Regions from separate parts of the Sus scrofa genome. Here all the other regions are linked to region 1. A link is a contact called in public Hi-C and HiChIP or PLAC-seq data. All regions are on one chromosome and are shown on one strand. Each heading gives the region's core, a stretch centred on a gene start, on an enhancer-like site or on the middle of the called end of the contact. The rest is flanking DNA. Distances are from core to core; before and after follow the strand shown. Region 1 holds the start of HES1 (hes family bHLH transcription factor 1). Region 2 has its middle 230 kb from the start of HES1. Region 3 has its middle 180 kb from the start of HES1. Region 4 has its middle 33 kb from the start of CPN2. Region 5 has its middle 140 kb from the start of HES1.

Region 1 (2,555 bases), core at 17-2,516:
CGCCGGCCGGCTGATGTCAAACTGCAGCTCGGCTGGTGTAGCTCTTAAAGGGCCCGCGCGCGACGGGTGTCGAGGTTGCCCTGGTCGCTCGCGGGGCGAGAAGGAGGGAGCGGCTGCCACTCGGCTCGCCACCTCTATGTGCAGCAAAACTGAGAGCCCACGGGTGGAAAGGGAAAGGGTGGCCAGGACGCGCGCGCGTCCCTGAGGCATTGCCATCAAAGCCCTCCTTGTTCATCTTTCATTTGAAATTCCATTTCCTTTCTGCTCAGTTGGAAATTATTCTGATTGTTTCCTGGGGAAGCGCTAGGTTCAAGGCCTCAACTCCGTAACAGAAATGAGAGACAGGCTGGGGTAGGGGTGGAGGGCGGGGATCAAAAACCACTTTGCTCTGAAAAACCTGCAAATGTAAGTAAGATGGAGGCACTTTTTCCTTTTCTGCATGCAGAAAGGAATTTTGTCCTTTTTCTGCATGGTCGACTTTCACCCCCCACCCCCGGAATGTGCGGAGTCTGAGCGGGAAATCACTTAGATGTTTCTGTAAGTCACACCCTTGCACATGTTCCCCCTTTTTCTTTTAACCATGCAATTATAATCTTTTATCCCTGTCCTTCTAAACCTTTTTAAAAATATATTTCAAGTGAACTTATTAGTGTCAAAGCAGCTCTATTACACGCGAATGGAAATAAGCAGCAAAGACCCCAGCCTCCAAAGAAATAAACTAGAGTAGATCAAACCCAATGCAGAAAAATCCTCTCTAAAGCAAAGCCCAGTAGGGAGAGTAACAAAGGGTTAAAATCCTTTTGATTGACGTTGTAGCCTCTGGTGCCCCGGGCTCAGGCGCGCGCCATTGGCCGCCAGGCCTTGTGCCTGGCGGCCAATGGGGGGGCGCGGTCCACGAGCGGTGCCGCGTGTCTCCTCCTCCCATTGGCTGAAAGTTACTGTGGGAAAGAAAGTTTGGGAAGTTTCACACGAGCCGTTCGCGTGCAGTCCCAGATATATATAGAGGCCGCCAGGGCCTGAGGATCACACTGGATCCGGGAGCTGGTGCTGATAACAGCGGAATCCCCCGTCTACCTCTCTCCTTGGTCCTGGAATTGCGCTACCGATCACCAAGTAGCCATAAGATATAATAAACCTTCAGCACTTGCTCAGTAGCTTTGCGAAAGTCTCAAGTAAAAGAGACATAAACAAAACAATTTTTTTTGGTGTGAAGAACTCCAAAAATAAAATTCTCTAGGGATTAAAAAAAAAAAAAAAAAAAAAAAAACAGAAAATGCCAGCTGATATAATGGAGAAAAATTCCTCGTCCCCGGTGGCTGCTACCCCAGCCAGTGTCAACACGACACCGGATAAACCAAAGACAGCATCTGAGCACAGAAAGGTAAGGGCAATACCTGTATCTCTCCACAGCCCCTAAGAGATTAAGTCGGGATGGGTGGGGGCTCCTTTCTCCCTTTAAACCCTGGGGTGAAATGTCAAGTCTCATGGGAACTCAGGGCTCTTTTTCCTCCCCCCTCCCCTTTTACAGTCATCAAAGCCCATCATGGAGAAAAGACGAAGAGCAAGAATAAATGAAAGTCTGAGCCAGCTGAAAACACTGATTTTGGATGCTCTTAAAAAAGATGTAAGTGGGTAATATTGCCTTTTTTAATTAAAAAAATTGAAATACTATTTCTTTGGTATTAAGAACCAAACCCCTTTGTCAGCGAGATCTCCCCCGCCTGCACTGCGTTCCCTTAGGCGGGAGGGCTGGGTCTACTCTACCCGGGGTCTGGGGGATGTTGGCGACGCGGCGGAGAGGAGGGACCCCCCACCCCCAGCACTCCGAGGCCGCTGGCAGTCTCTCACGTTCCTCCCTTGCCTCCTTTTCTGTGCAGAGCTCGAGGCATTCCAAGCTGGAGAAGGCGGACATTCTGGAAATGACAGTGAAGCACCTCCGGAACCTGCAGCGGGCGCAGATGACGGGTGAGGGCGGCTGGCCGCGTCCCCCTCTGCGGGCGTCCCTCTCGCCCCGCGGTGATTTCTTCCAGACTTCCGCCCGTGGTTGTGAGAGGCATTCAGCTACATTTTACTGCCTTGGCTCATTCTTGCGTTCCCACGGTCTGGGGCTTATTTATAGCCACAACTCCAAGTTGTTACTGTTCCGGAAAGGGAGGGAGAGAGGTTGTAGTGGCGAGGGCGGCGGGCGGCTTGGCCAGGGGGAAGCGGGTGGGGGCGAAAAGACTTAGAAGCGTGGCGGTCTTTAAGCTGCGCGGAGCCTGGGGTCATCTGGTTTAGCACTCCACTACAGAAGGAAAAATAAGGCTTGGTGGTGGAGAAGGGGGGAAGGGCATTATCCAAGGTCAAATCGCGCGGGGGTTAGGGGGAGGCAGATCTGAGGTTGAGATCGGTTTAAATGGAGCGACTGAGAGCAGAGAGGGAGCGTCTCGGCTTTGGTCGCCAAGCTAGGATGGAGAAGCGATTGTTTTTTCCTAAGCCCATCCTAGTAGCCAGAGGCAGTTCTACGGGCGGGTGGTCAGGGAGGCGCACTGCGGGGACCTCCCAGGGCGGAGGAG
Region 2 (2,555 bases), core at 28-2,527, 230 kb before region 1:
TTGCAGAAGAAGCAGGAGGTGGTCAGGAGCCCACTCTCTAGGACATTTCTTCCATGTCCCCCACCAACCCCCGTCCCCCACCAACCCCCGTCCCCCTCAGCCGCCCCACAAAAGACATTGAGGTTGAAACCAATGGCTCCAATCTAAGGCCTAAGATAGCAGAAGGCAGGAGAGGAGGGCTCACCACCCCCACCCCCCTCCTGGTGGGAGTGACAGCCCTAGGGCCCGAAATGCATCTCTGTCCCCTTGGCAAGTGCTTACCCTTCCATCCCAAGCTGGCTGCGTGCCTGGGCTTCCCCACTTCCTGACCCCACAGGAGAAGAACAGAGGTCTCTACAATGGTAAAAGAAGCAACAGGAAGCAAGCTTGGAGCTGTGGGTCCTCTCCGTCCTGGGAACATATTCCCAGCTGCGGAGCACGCACTGCATGCAGCTGAAACGTTCTGTAACCACCTCTAGCTCCAGATTCCAACAGGCAGACGTGTCTGGATACCACATGTCTGGCATCTTAGAGATTTCATTTTCCAACTGAAAATATAAACATCAGAATAAGGGAAAAGCTGAATTCATTCACTGCTTATTCGATGGAGAGTTTGCTTTGAGATTTATTAATTTTTAAACATCAAAAGGTAAAAGAGAACCTAAAAACCCCTAAAAGGTCCCATACTCTCCAAGCAACCTGTGGCCTGATGCCAGGGTTAGGCCTGTCTTAAACAGGTGAGACTTGACCTCTCAAAAGATATATTTCAGCAGAGAAATCAAGGCGAGAACATGATACAATTTGAGCAGATGAAGAACGTGAACAAAAGAAGTTGCCTGGCTCTTAGAAAACATTGTTTTGGAAGATTATTCAGACTTGCAATTTAATACCAGATGTTGGCATCTGGAGAGAACCTGATTTGACAATCTGGCAGGAAATATGAACAAAACGCAAATGGCAGTTTAAAAAAAAAAACGTTTAAGAAAGGATTGCCGCAATGGCTCCGTGGAGCAGTCCTGGAATATTAGAAAGCCAGAGTTTATCACCCATGAAGCTTGAGTGGCAGCAAGTGCAGTCTGGGCCCAGGAAAGTACCTGAGAGTGAGGAAAAGAAGGTTGTCTGGTGAGAAAAATCCAAGGTGGGGAAGTGGGCCTGGGGGTATGGCTGGTCCTTGGGATGTGGCTGCAGGGCCCGGAGAAAATGGCCCTCCCAACGTGCTATTAAAGCAGCTGTGGTTGGGCTCAGCCTGACAGCTAGGCGCTGGCAGCCTGCACAGGAAGCTGGCCGGCCCCGCCATCGACACAGCGGGAACAGACAGCACTTTCCCAAGCTCCGGATTCCAGGACACGCCACTGCAGACGCATTCTAGTGGCCTGCCAGTGCAGGCTCACGCACTCTCTTCTCAACCAGACAGAATGTTGATACTGCACCCTCCTATGTGTGGCTTGAAATTCTTTTTTTTTTTTTTTTTTTTTTTGTCTTTTTGCCTTTTTCTAGGGCCACTCCTGCAGCATATAGAGATTCCCAGGCTAGGGGTCGAATCGGAGCTGTAGCCACTGGCCTACGCCAGAGCCACAGCAACGTGGGATCCAAGCCATGTCTGCGACCTACACCACAGCTAACAGCAACGCCGGATCCTTAACCCACTGAACAAGGCCAGGGATCGAACCCGCAACCCCATGGTTCCTAGTGGATCCGTTAACCACTGCGCCACAACGGGAACTTCAGCTAGAAATTCATTTTAAAACATTTTTTTTTTTAAAGTATAACATCAATGCAGTAAAATCAGATCTTAAGTGCTTGATCAGACTTGACAAACGAATACACTCATGTGTCTCAGACCCCAGTCAAGACACAGGGCATGTCTAGGACCCCCAGAAGTGTCCTTCACGCCCTCTCCTAGTCAATGCCCCTGCACATGCATACACGCAGCATGAAGCAATCAACCACTGATCCAGTTTCTGCCACCACAGATGGGAGCCACTATTCTAGAACTTCATACACATGGAATCATATCACGTACCCTCTTTTGTGTCTGGCTTCCTTCCCTCAGTATGTTCTGAAATTCATGCATGTTGTTGCATGCATCAACAGTACATTCCTTTTTCTCTTTCTTTCTGAGTAGTATTTTATCAAATGGATGTACTGCAAATACGGTAATGTGGTGTTCATCCATTCACCTGTAGTCAGACATCTGGGATGTATCCAGTTTTTAGCTATTATGAATAAAAACTTCCAGGAATATCTCTCTAGAAGTCATGTAAATACATTCCGCCAGAGTAAATACTTAGGAATAGAATTGGTGGGCCATGGGGTAGATGGATGTTCAATTTTTAAAGAAACTGCCAAACAGACTTCCGAGGTGGCTGTTCAGAAATTCACATTTAAAATGTGTTTATCATGGAGTTCCCACTGTGGCTCAGCAGGTTAAAGACCTGACATAGTCTGCAAGGATGCAGTTTCATTCCCTGGTTTTGCTCAGTGGGTTAAGGATCTGGTCTTGCCACAGGCTATGATGTAGGTCATAGATGTGGCTGGAATGCGGTGTTGCCATGGCTGTGGTGTGGACCAGCAGC
Region 3 (2,555 bases), core at 32-2,531, 180 kb before region 1:
TTTAAAGAACCTCCATACTGCTTTTCATAGTGGCTGCACCAATTTACATCCCCAAAGTGTAGGAAGGTTCCCTTTTCTCCATACCCTCTCCGACATTTAATATTTATGGTCATTTTACTAATGGCCATTTCAACTGGTATGAGATGATACCACATTGTAGTTTTGAGTTGCCAAAATGCCAAGGACTTTTAATCAGGAATCTTGAGTCGGAATCTGAGCTCTATCACTATATATTACGTCACCTTCATTTTCTGAACCTCAGTGCCTTCATCTCTAAAATGATGTTGATATCACCCATGCCACCCACATCACAGAATTAGAACAGGTTGGATCAGTTAGGAGTGTGTTTGGCTGCAAGTAACAAGAGAATGGATTATGACAGCCTCAACAAATAAGAGTGTATTTGTCTCACACAAGGACAGGTTGAGGTAGACAGTCCAGGGAATGCAGCTCAATGATGCCTTTGGGGACCCCGGTTATTTCTGTATCTTTGCCATGACATCCGTGCCATATTGGTTCTCTTCCTCATCCTTGTCATCTCTTGGTCCAAAGATGGCCAGTGTAACTACAACAGTATATAGAGATTTAGGAAGTAAGTGCAAAAGGCAGAAGCCCTTCTCTTTGTGAGTTGCTGTTAGATGATTATCCTTACCTGTCTTTAGACACTGCAGGTACTTGCCCACATTCACATCAATCAATGGCCAAGGGAACTGAGATTACCGTGATTGGTTTAGGCTCATCATCATCATCTTCTGGCCCTGGGGTAGGAAATCTAATACTGAAATCAAAGACTCTTTGTGCTACCAGAACAACTCAGGGCTGGGGCAGCCGGGATGATGGGATGGCTCTTGGGTCAGCAACTAACAGGTTTTATCCAGGGCAAACCAGGATAAAGTAGAGGTCTTCAAAGTGTGGTCCCCGCATCAGCAACATCTGGAAATGTGTTGGAAATGCATATTCTCAGGCCCAAATCCAGACCTCCTGAGTCAGAAACGCTGGAATGGACCCAGCAATCTGTAATTTAACACACTCTCCAGGTGATTCTGATGCCTGGAGAATCAGGGAATCTCAGGGTTGAGACCCCCTGGGAAAAAATTGTTCCTTCACTACAGCCCCTGCCATCCTTCGGTCCCACACACACATCCTGGATCAGAGCCACAAAGAACTCCTGCCCGTGGCTTGGGCTTGCCCTGTAGCCTCAAGGCTTCCACTCAACGCCTACTGCCCGAAATGCCCCCCCTTCCCTTTTCTGCCTGTTGAACTTTATTCTTCTGTAAATAATTAAACAACCAAAATTGGCCCTCTCAGAGTGTTCATGGAATAGGGCATGAAACCCATTGGCATTCCATAACTGTCTGTTAAAAAATGAATACAAGAATGCCGAGTTTTCATGCTTCCTCTACCAAGAGGCATCTCTAAGTTTTCCTTTCTAACCCGACAGCATTTTGCTTGCATTTCTAATTTCTCAGTCTGTTCTGTGATGAGGGATACATCTGCCACTGTCTTCCTACAAATGTGTGAACTACCAAAGCCGAGGCCAGGTCAAGCTCATCTCCTTATTCTCCACAGAAACCAGCATAAGGTCCGACTCTTAGTAAGGGCTGAAAAATGGCATACATGGAATTGAACTTTCCAACATGAAATGTACATAGAATTGAGCTATGTAACATGAAATGTGCACATGCACTTCAAAGAACTGGATTTTTCAATTAGCTGGTGAATCCTACCATTTTTAATCAACAAAAGTCTATTTCATACTAGTGCTATTGATGTAGAAGCAAACTTTCCTTTGGATCATGCTAGTGGGTTTTACCTTGCCCAGTGCTTAGCTAATCCAATTCTGAGAATACAGCGTCACTGCTGGATGTTGAAATGGAGCCATTTGGGGAAGCTGAGCGGAAAACCTCCCAGTAGGAGTTATTTACGCACCTGCTGGATTGCCTATAATAAACGACACCGGCCAACTTGCAGAGTGATCTCCTCACACACCCTGTACTCTGACCATGCCCTCCGTGCCTGAATTTATTGGGTGACTTCCAAGAAGGTTTGGAAATTAAACATATTTTGCAGCCTCCAGAAAATACCAAGGGACCACTTTCAAAGTGACACTGAGCCATAGATAATTACATTTCTTTTAAAAAGTCTTTAAAGGAACACCTTTTGACAATAAATTTGAAGTGTTGGGGGAATGGATAGCAAGGGTTAGAAGGAGGGATGAGAGAGAAAATGTGACCATGGTTAATAAAAACTGGGCTTTCAAGGCAAATAACGCCACAGGTTTAAAAAAAAATCTTATAAATAGCAAAGAAGGCAATAATAATATAGTGAATGACTCTGTCACTCCCCTTTGCCTCCTTACATATTCTTCAGCATTTTCTGGGCATTCATTCCAAACAACTAACCTGCAAAGATTTACAGAATATCTTCTTTTTGATGGGCACAGCCTCAGAGAGGCAAAAAGAGAAAAAAAAAAACAAAACAAGCAAACAAACAAACAAAAAACACCAAAAGAACGGCTGCATTTTCTTACATTGTTTTAGCTTTTAAGAATTTAA
Region 4 (2,555 bases), core at 22-2,521, 170 kb after region 1:
GCAGTGACCCATGTGAGAGGAAACACAAGTGTTGGTATTAGCCAGATAAGAGATTGGACCCCAACCTAAATGTCCATTGACATTTCAATGGATTAAGAAGATGTGGTATATATACACAATGGAATATTACTCAGCCATAAAAAAGAACAAAATAATGCCATTTGCAGCAACATGGATGGAACTAGAGACTCTCATGAGTGAGGTAAGTCAGAAAGAGAAAGACAAATACATTATGATATCAATTATATATGGAATCTAATATACCGCACAAATGAACCTTTCCACAGAAAAGAAACTCATGGACTTGAAGAACAGACTTGTGGTTGCCAAGGGGGAGGGGGAGGGAGTGGAATGGACTGGGAATTTGGGGTTAATAGATGCAAACTATTGCCTTTGTAATGGATAAGCAATGAGATCCTGCTGTATAGCACTGGGAACTATATCTAGTCACTTATGATGGAGCATGATAATGTGAGAAAAAAAGAGTGTATATATCTATGTGTGACTGGGTCACCTTGCTGTACAGTAAAAAACTGACAGAATACTATAAACCAGCTATAATGAAAAAAATGGAAATCATTTTTTAAAAATAAAAAATAAAAATAAAAGGACAGACTGAATGAGGATGAGGTTCTAATGCAGTAACCCAGGTGAGAGGAAAAGCATGAGTGTTGCTATTCGCCAGACGAGAGGTTGGATCCCAACTCTGCTCACTTCTATGTGACTTCAGACACTTTAGACTCAGCTTTCTTTGAGCATCAGCTTTCTCATCTGTGACATGGAGGCAGTACCTCCTTCCTAGTGACGCCACATGAAGATCCAGTACAGATTCGGCACAGAGCACTGCTCCCCCAGCCTCATTCTTTCCTCCTTCCCTGTCATCTGGGTAGCATTTTGCATTCAGTGGCCTCAGAGCAGAAAACGTGCCTGAAGCCTCCCAAATGGGGTAGAAGTGCATTCTGCTTCTCATCAGGTGGAGAGAGGCAGGGAGGACAAGGTAACAGGCCACCCGGCAGGGACAGGGGTAAGTCATTCCGCTGGCTCCCTCTGCAACTCAGAGGACACACCCTCCCTCCCTCCATCCCTCCAACCCTTCCACCAGCAGGCATGAACATGAGCTTTCTGAGAGTAAACAGACAATAAATCACTAGCTGGGCTCCCCACCACACCCCCCCCACCCGCCCCCAAAAGCAGCATCATTCAAGACCTCAGGCGGAGAGGGCACGTGCTTGGAGTCTGCAATGTGGAAGCGAGCATTCCTCAGGAAACAGCCCAGCCAGTTTCCCTGGGGCCTTTGGAGTAAGTCCCAGGGACCCTGCCAGCCCCACCTGGAGGGACTTAAACTACAGCACAGGGCTTCGGGCAAGGTGGGAACAGGATTTCCTGATGGTGAGCCTGGAATAGGCGACTGAGGTTACAGACAGAATCTTTTTTCTCTGGGTTTTATGAAACTGATAGGAATTGGAGGCAGAGACCCAGAAAACAGGAAACGTCTACACACACACACACACACACACACACACACACACACACACACACACAGATACATGTTACATAACCCAAAGAGAGGGAAAGAGGCACTCCCAGTGGAGTAGGGTCAGAGTCTCTGTCAACACGGAAAACAGAACTGTGGCGGGGACACGTCAAAGTCCTGAACCTATGTCCCACTCTACTCTGGTCACTCTTCTGCTAACTGCCCAGTGGCTCTGGGTCCTCCCTCCTGCCCTGCCCTAATTTCTTACCCACACGACAAGAGTTCGAATCCCCTTGCTCCTCCTCAAGCATCTGCTTCCTAAGTCCCTGACTTCCCACTGGGCTCTGGCCAGATGCACTGCCAAGGCAACTGGGAAACTGGCCCAAACACTCGGCTCCCTGGATCCCCTTGGCTGCCACCCACCTGCCAGACTCTCTGAGATCCAATCTGGGGCTCAGCCCTTTACTTTCAGAAGCTATGCTGGAAGGTGCCTGATCCGTCCTGATCTGCTACACCTCTTCCCTGGCCTTCAGTCCCCTGAGGGGGCCCATACCAGGCAGGTGAACTCCTCTCTGAGCCCTAGGGTGGCTGTTTCCAGCCAGCATCCTGCTGTGTCTGCTGCTCCAGGGTCAGGCTGAACCTTGGAAGGATAGCTGCCTCTGGCAAGGGGTCTGCTCATCTGGATTCTAAGAGAGACTAATATTCGCCAAATTAAGCCAACTGGCTCCCCTTGGAACCCAGCCATCACACCTTCAACGCTGCCTAAGCGTGTCCAACCTGGCACCCAGCAGCAGTTCTGACGGATTCATTTGAGACGGGCTCTGTTGAGAACCAGCTATGTAACCTTGAGCAAGTCCCTTCCCTCGTTTTCCCCATCTAGGCTGGCCTGGATCACTGCCACCTGCCCACTGTTGACCATCTGTGTCTCTCTCTTCTTCTGTGGCTGCAGGGAATGCCCACCCCACATGGTCAGGAGGGGCAGGGTTGTGAAATGGAAGAACTAGGAACAGACACTCAGGGTCAAGGTCAGAGCAGGAATGAAGCCTGCTTCCTGCTTCTCAGAATGACCTCCTCTCTTCCT
Region 5 (2,555 bases), core at 30-2,529, 140 kb before region 1:
GTAGGAAAGACAGAGGGAGCCCAAATCCAAGCGCTTTACTGAGTACAAGCAAGAGTGAGAGAGGAGAGGAGGAGGAAGGATTGCTTTTAGTCATTGGCAGTGAGATAAGGAGCAGTCCAGGAAGCTTTCAGGAGGGGATGACACTGTTAAGACTTGAGTGCTGGCAGGATTTCAGCAGCTGCAGATAGAACTTTCCAGATCAAGGAAATGGCCTGGGAAGGTGACCTTGTTTTCACATAGTATAGAGGTTCTGCACTGCTGCTCTCCCGTTCCTTAGAGAAAGAACACAAAACGGAAGGTGAAAGGAGCTGGGCCTGGAGTACCTGGGACTGCCTGTAGAGGTTCTTTCTGTTTAAATGTGCCTTCCTCTCGCTATCCAGTCTGTCTTATGAAAACTACTCTTCAAGCCCCAGCCCTCATCACTCTCCTTCCCAGGACAAGACACTCTGTCTTTTCCAGGCAGGACTGGCTGTCCTGGCTACTGCACTCTCACTGCTCCCTGTCAGTTCTAGAACATCAGGGAAACTCAGAAGTCAGGTACCTAGGCTCTGGCACCTTTCTGCCTGGGTTCAAATCCCAGCTCAGTCATTGACTTCCGAGTTGTCTCAAGCAAGTCACTGGCCCTCTGTGGACCTTCCTTTTACGATCTGTAAAATATGATTGTACAGGGACCTCCCTCCAAAAACCTCCCAGAGGATTAAACAAGGTAATGCCCCAAGGCATTAAAGCAGCCCTGCCTTAGTGGCCTGCTTTAATTGTCTGCTACTTCGAGCCTCCCCACCCCCGGCCCTGCTAACTCTTTCAGGACGGTCTGTGCTTGTGACCTTGAGAATCTTGAGGGTCAGGGACACGGCTCTTAATCTCTGAACCAGTCTCTCATCCTGTCTCTCTGCTTCTCTCTCTCCTCATACTTAGAGGTGTCCTGCAAGAGGTGTACAATTACTACCTTCGCAAGGGACGAACAAAATAGGGTCATGAAAAGGGAAAAAAAAAAATTGAGTCAAGCCCAGATGCAAAGAGAGACGAGAGATGGATGGCGAGGAGCTTAGAAACGTCAATGGCGGGATGAGAATCCGCCACACCTTCAGAAGAGAAAAATCCCTATCACCCTTTTTCCATCTCGACACGGGGACAGTGCGAATAGAAATTCATTCCAACAGTAGTTTTCTCGGCCTCGCCAGCGGCCCCGGGCGCTCCCTTTCCCTCCCCCGCGGGGCGGTCCTGCCCTCCCCCGCCAAGGAACGGCCGCGGCCGCAACCCTGACCTCGGCTCCCACGCGGGGCAACAGCCGGGCAGCCGGCGGGCGCGCGGGCGGGGCAGGAAGGGGGAGACGCGGCTCCGGGCGCCCGATCCTTAACTGCAGCTTCCAAACCCCTGCCCGATCCTAATCAGTGTGGGAAAGGAGCACAGGCCGGCCCGCCGGCCGGAGCCGCCGCCTCTTTTCATAAACTTTATCGCCGCGCGCAGCCGCTGATAAAGCACCGTAAATAAACGAGCGCGGGGTGTGCGGCGGCCCCAGGCTGCCTGCGCCCGCCCGCCCGGCCGGCCCCGCCGCCCCCGGGGAAATGAATCACACGCCGCCCGCCGACTTGGAAAGAGTTGCCGGCTCTCCTCCTCTCCAGACCAGCGCCATAAATCATCAGGCGTTCCTCCCCTCCCCAGAACCCCCTCACCTTTTGTTTTATGGATTCAATTAAAAAAAAAAAAAAAGCACAGGAGTTTTCTTTCTGGCTACCAGGCCACCCCTCCTCGTCCGGGGAGTTAAGTGTGTTGCCCTGGGTTATCCTCTTGCCTCAGGTCAAACTCCTCGGTCCTGGCTCCGACTGGGGCCAGTGCCTGTTTGCACAAATCCCCTTGGGCTCCTGCACAACTTCGGGTGGGCTGGAGCCGGGACCGGGAGTGGAGAGGCGAGACTTGAAGTCTCTGGTGGCAGGTGATGAGAACAGGTTCCCACAAAAGTGGACTTGGGCGCGCGCATGTGTGGATGCATAGCTGGCTTCGGCCAAGTCCTAGGAGGGGCTCTGGATTCGAGGCTGGGCCGGCACCCAAAGAATTTAGAGGTCAGGGGACTAGGGTCTGTGCAGTGTCCTGCCTGCAGAGGAAGCGAGGGTGCCTCCTGCACGTCAGTGAAAGTGTGTTCAAAAGTCCCTTACATGCCGTTGGCACAGATCTTTTGATCTGCATTCTTAAGTTCTTGAAATTTTGCTGCAGGGGGGTGGGGGTGGGGGCTGTTGGTGGGGGGGGGTGTAGTGGGGCGGGGGTGGTTGAGTGTGGGGGGTGGTGCACATTAACCCACAATACAATTTGGAGATGGAAGTTTGACAGCAGACTCCCTGAGTATGAACAAAGACAGAAAGATAGGGTGTGCAGAGCAGCTGAAGCACATGGCTCAGTCACAAGACCAGGTCTCTTGTCCAGCTCTGCTACCTCCTGGCTCTGGGCCCTAGGCAGCCGCCCCTTGCTGGTTTCATCATCTGTCTGTCTGAGTGAATAATATACATTAAGAGGTCCTCCAACTTTCCTAGTTTGTAGAAAATAGCATCCTTCTTATGAAT

Evidence for each region. Hi-C and Micro-C count contacts between places; a contact is called where the count stands out from the background. HiChIP or PLAC-seq counts read pairs in DNA pulled down with a chosen protein or histone mark.
Region 2: an H3K27ac HiChIP or PLAC-seq map of skeletal muscle shows a contact between it and region 1, with 6 times the contacts expected there. The contact joins the enhancer-like site here to the promoter of HES1 in region 1. A contact is called at or near these places in 5 of 47 Hi-C or Micro-C datasets (brain, embryonic fibroblasts, epiblast stem cells and 2 more) and 1 of 2 datasets of contacts at active chromatin or transcription factors (skeletal muscle).
Region 3: a Hi-C map of liver shows a contact between it and region 1, with 11 times the contacts expected there. The contact joins the enhancer-like site here to the promoter of HES1 in region 1. A contact is called at or near these places in 1 of 5 promoter capture datasets (liver), 5 of 47 Hi-C or Micro-C datasets (embryonic fibroblasts, liver and skeletal muscle) and 2 of 2 datasets of contacts at active chromatin or transcription factors (alveolar macrophages and skeletal muscle).
Region 4: a Hi-C map of retroperitoneal adipose tissue shows a contact between it and region 1, with 4 times the contacts expected there. The contact joins the enhancer-like site here to the promoter of HES1 in region 1. A contact is called at or near these places in 2 of 5 promoter capture datasets (fetal liver and liver), 22 of 47 Hi-C or Micro-C datasets (adipose tissue, alveolar macrophages, brain and 12 more) and 2 of 2 datasets of contacts at active chromatin or transcription factors (alveolar macrophages and skeletal muscle).
Region 5: an H3K27ac HiChIP or PLAC-seq map of skeletal muscle shows a contact between it and region 1. The contact joins the enhancer-like site here to the promoter of HES1 in region 1. A contact is called at or near these places in 13 of 47 Hi-C or Micro-C datasets (alveolar macrophages, embryonic fibroblasts, epiblast stem cells and 7 more) and 2 of 2 datasets of contacts at active chromatin or transcription factors (alveolar macrophages and skeletal muscle).

Annotation. Positions count from the first base shown.
Region 1 is chr13:131,134,704-131,137,258 of Sscrofa11.1, forward strand. It overlaps HES1 (hes family bHLH transcription factor 1), which reads left to right and starts at 1,267. Exons shown (of 4, transcript NM_001195231.1): 1 at 1,267-1,381; 2 at 1,529-1,624; 3 at 1,878-1,965. The coding sequence starts at 1,274. LOC102164131 (a long non-coding RNA gene) reads right to left here and starts at 876. Exons shown (of 8, transcript XR_002337825.1): 1 at 1-876.
Region 2 is chr13:130,903,959-130,906,513 of Sscrofa11.1, forward strand. No RefSeq gene overlaps it. Among named protein-coding and RNA genes, the nearest start is that of HES1, 230 kb to the right of the region's middle. Within about 2 kb of position 1,278, at least 18 of the 83 cell types and tissues checked have an H3K27ac peak or open chromatin away from gene starts, as enhancers often do. A contact at or near this core is called in embryonic fibroblasts, fetal skeletal muscle and skeletal muscle, where this site is marked.
Region 3 is chr13:130,958,985-130,961,539 of Sscrofa11.1, forward strand. No RefSeq gene overlaps it. Among named protein-coding and RNA genes, the nearest start is that of HES1, 180 kb to the right of the region's middle. Within about 2 kb of position 1,282, at least 6 of the 83 cell types and tissues checked have an H3K27ac peak or open chromatin away from gene starts, as enhancers often do. A contact at or near this core is called in liver, where this site is marked.
Region 4 is chr13:131,303,835-131,306,389 of Sscrofa11.1, forward strand. No RefSeq gene overlaps it. Among named protein-coding and RNA genes, the nearest start is that of CPN2, 33 kb to the right of the region's middle. Within about 2 kb of position 1,272, at least 26 of the 83 cell types and tissues checked have an H3K27ac peak or open chromatin away from gene starts, as enhancers often do. A contact at or near this core is called in adipose tissue, fetal liver, liver and 4 more, where this site is marked.
Region 5 is chr13:130,999,327-131,001,881 of Sscrofa11.1, forward strand. No RefSeq gene overlaps it. Among named protein-coding and RNA genes, the nearest start is that of HES1, 140 kb to the right of the region's middle. Within about 2 kb of position 1,280, at least 43 of the 83 cell types and tissues checked have an H3K27ac peak or open chromatin away from gene starts, as enhancers often do. A contact at or near this core is called in alveolar macrophages, epiblast stem cells, fetal liver and 4 more, where this site is marked.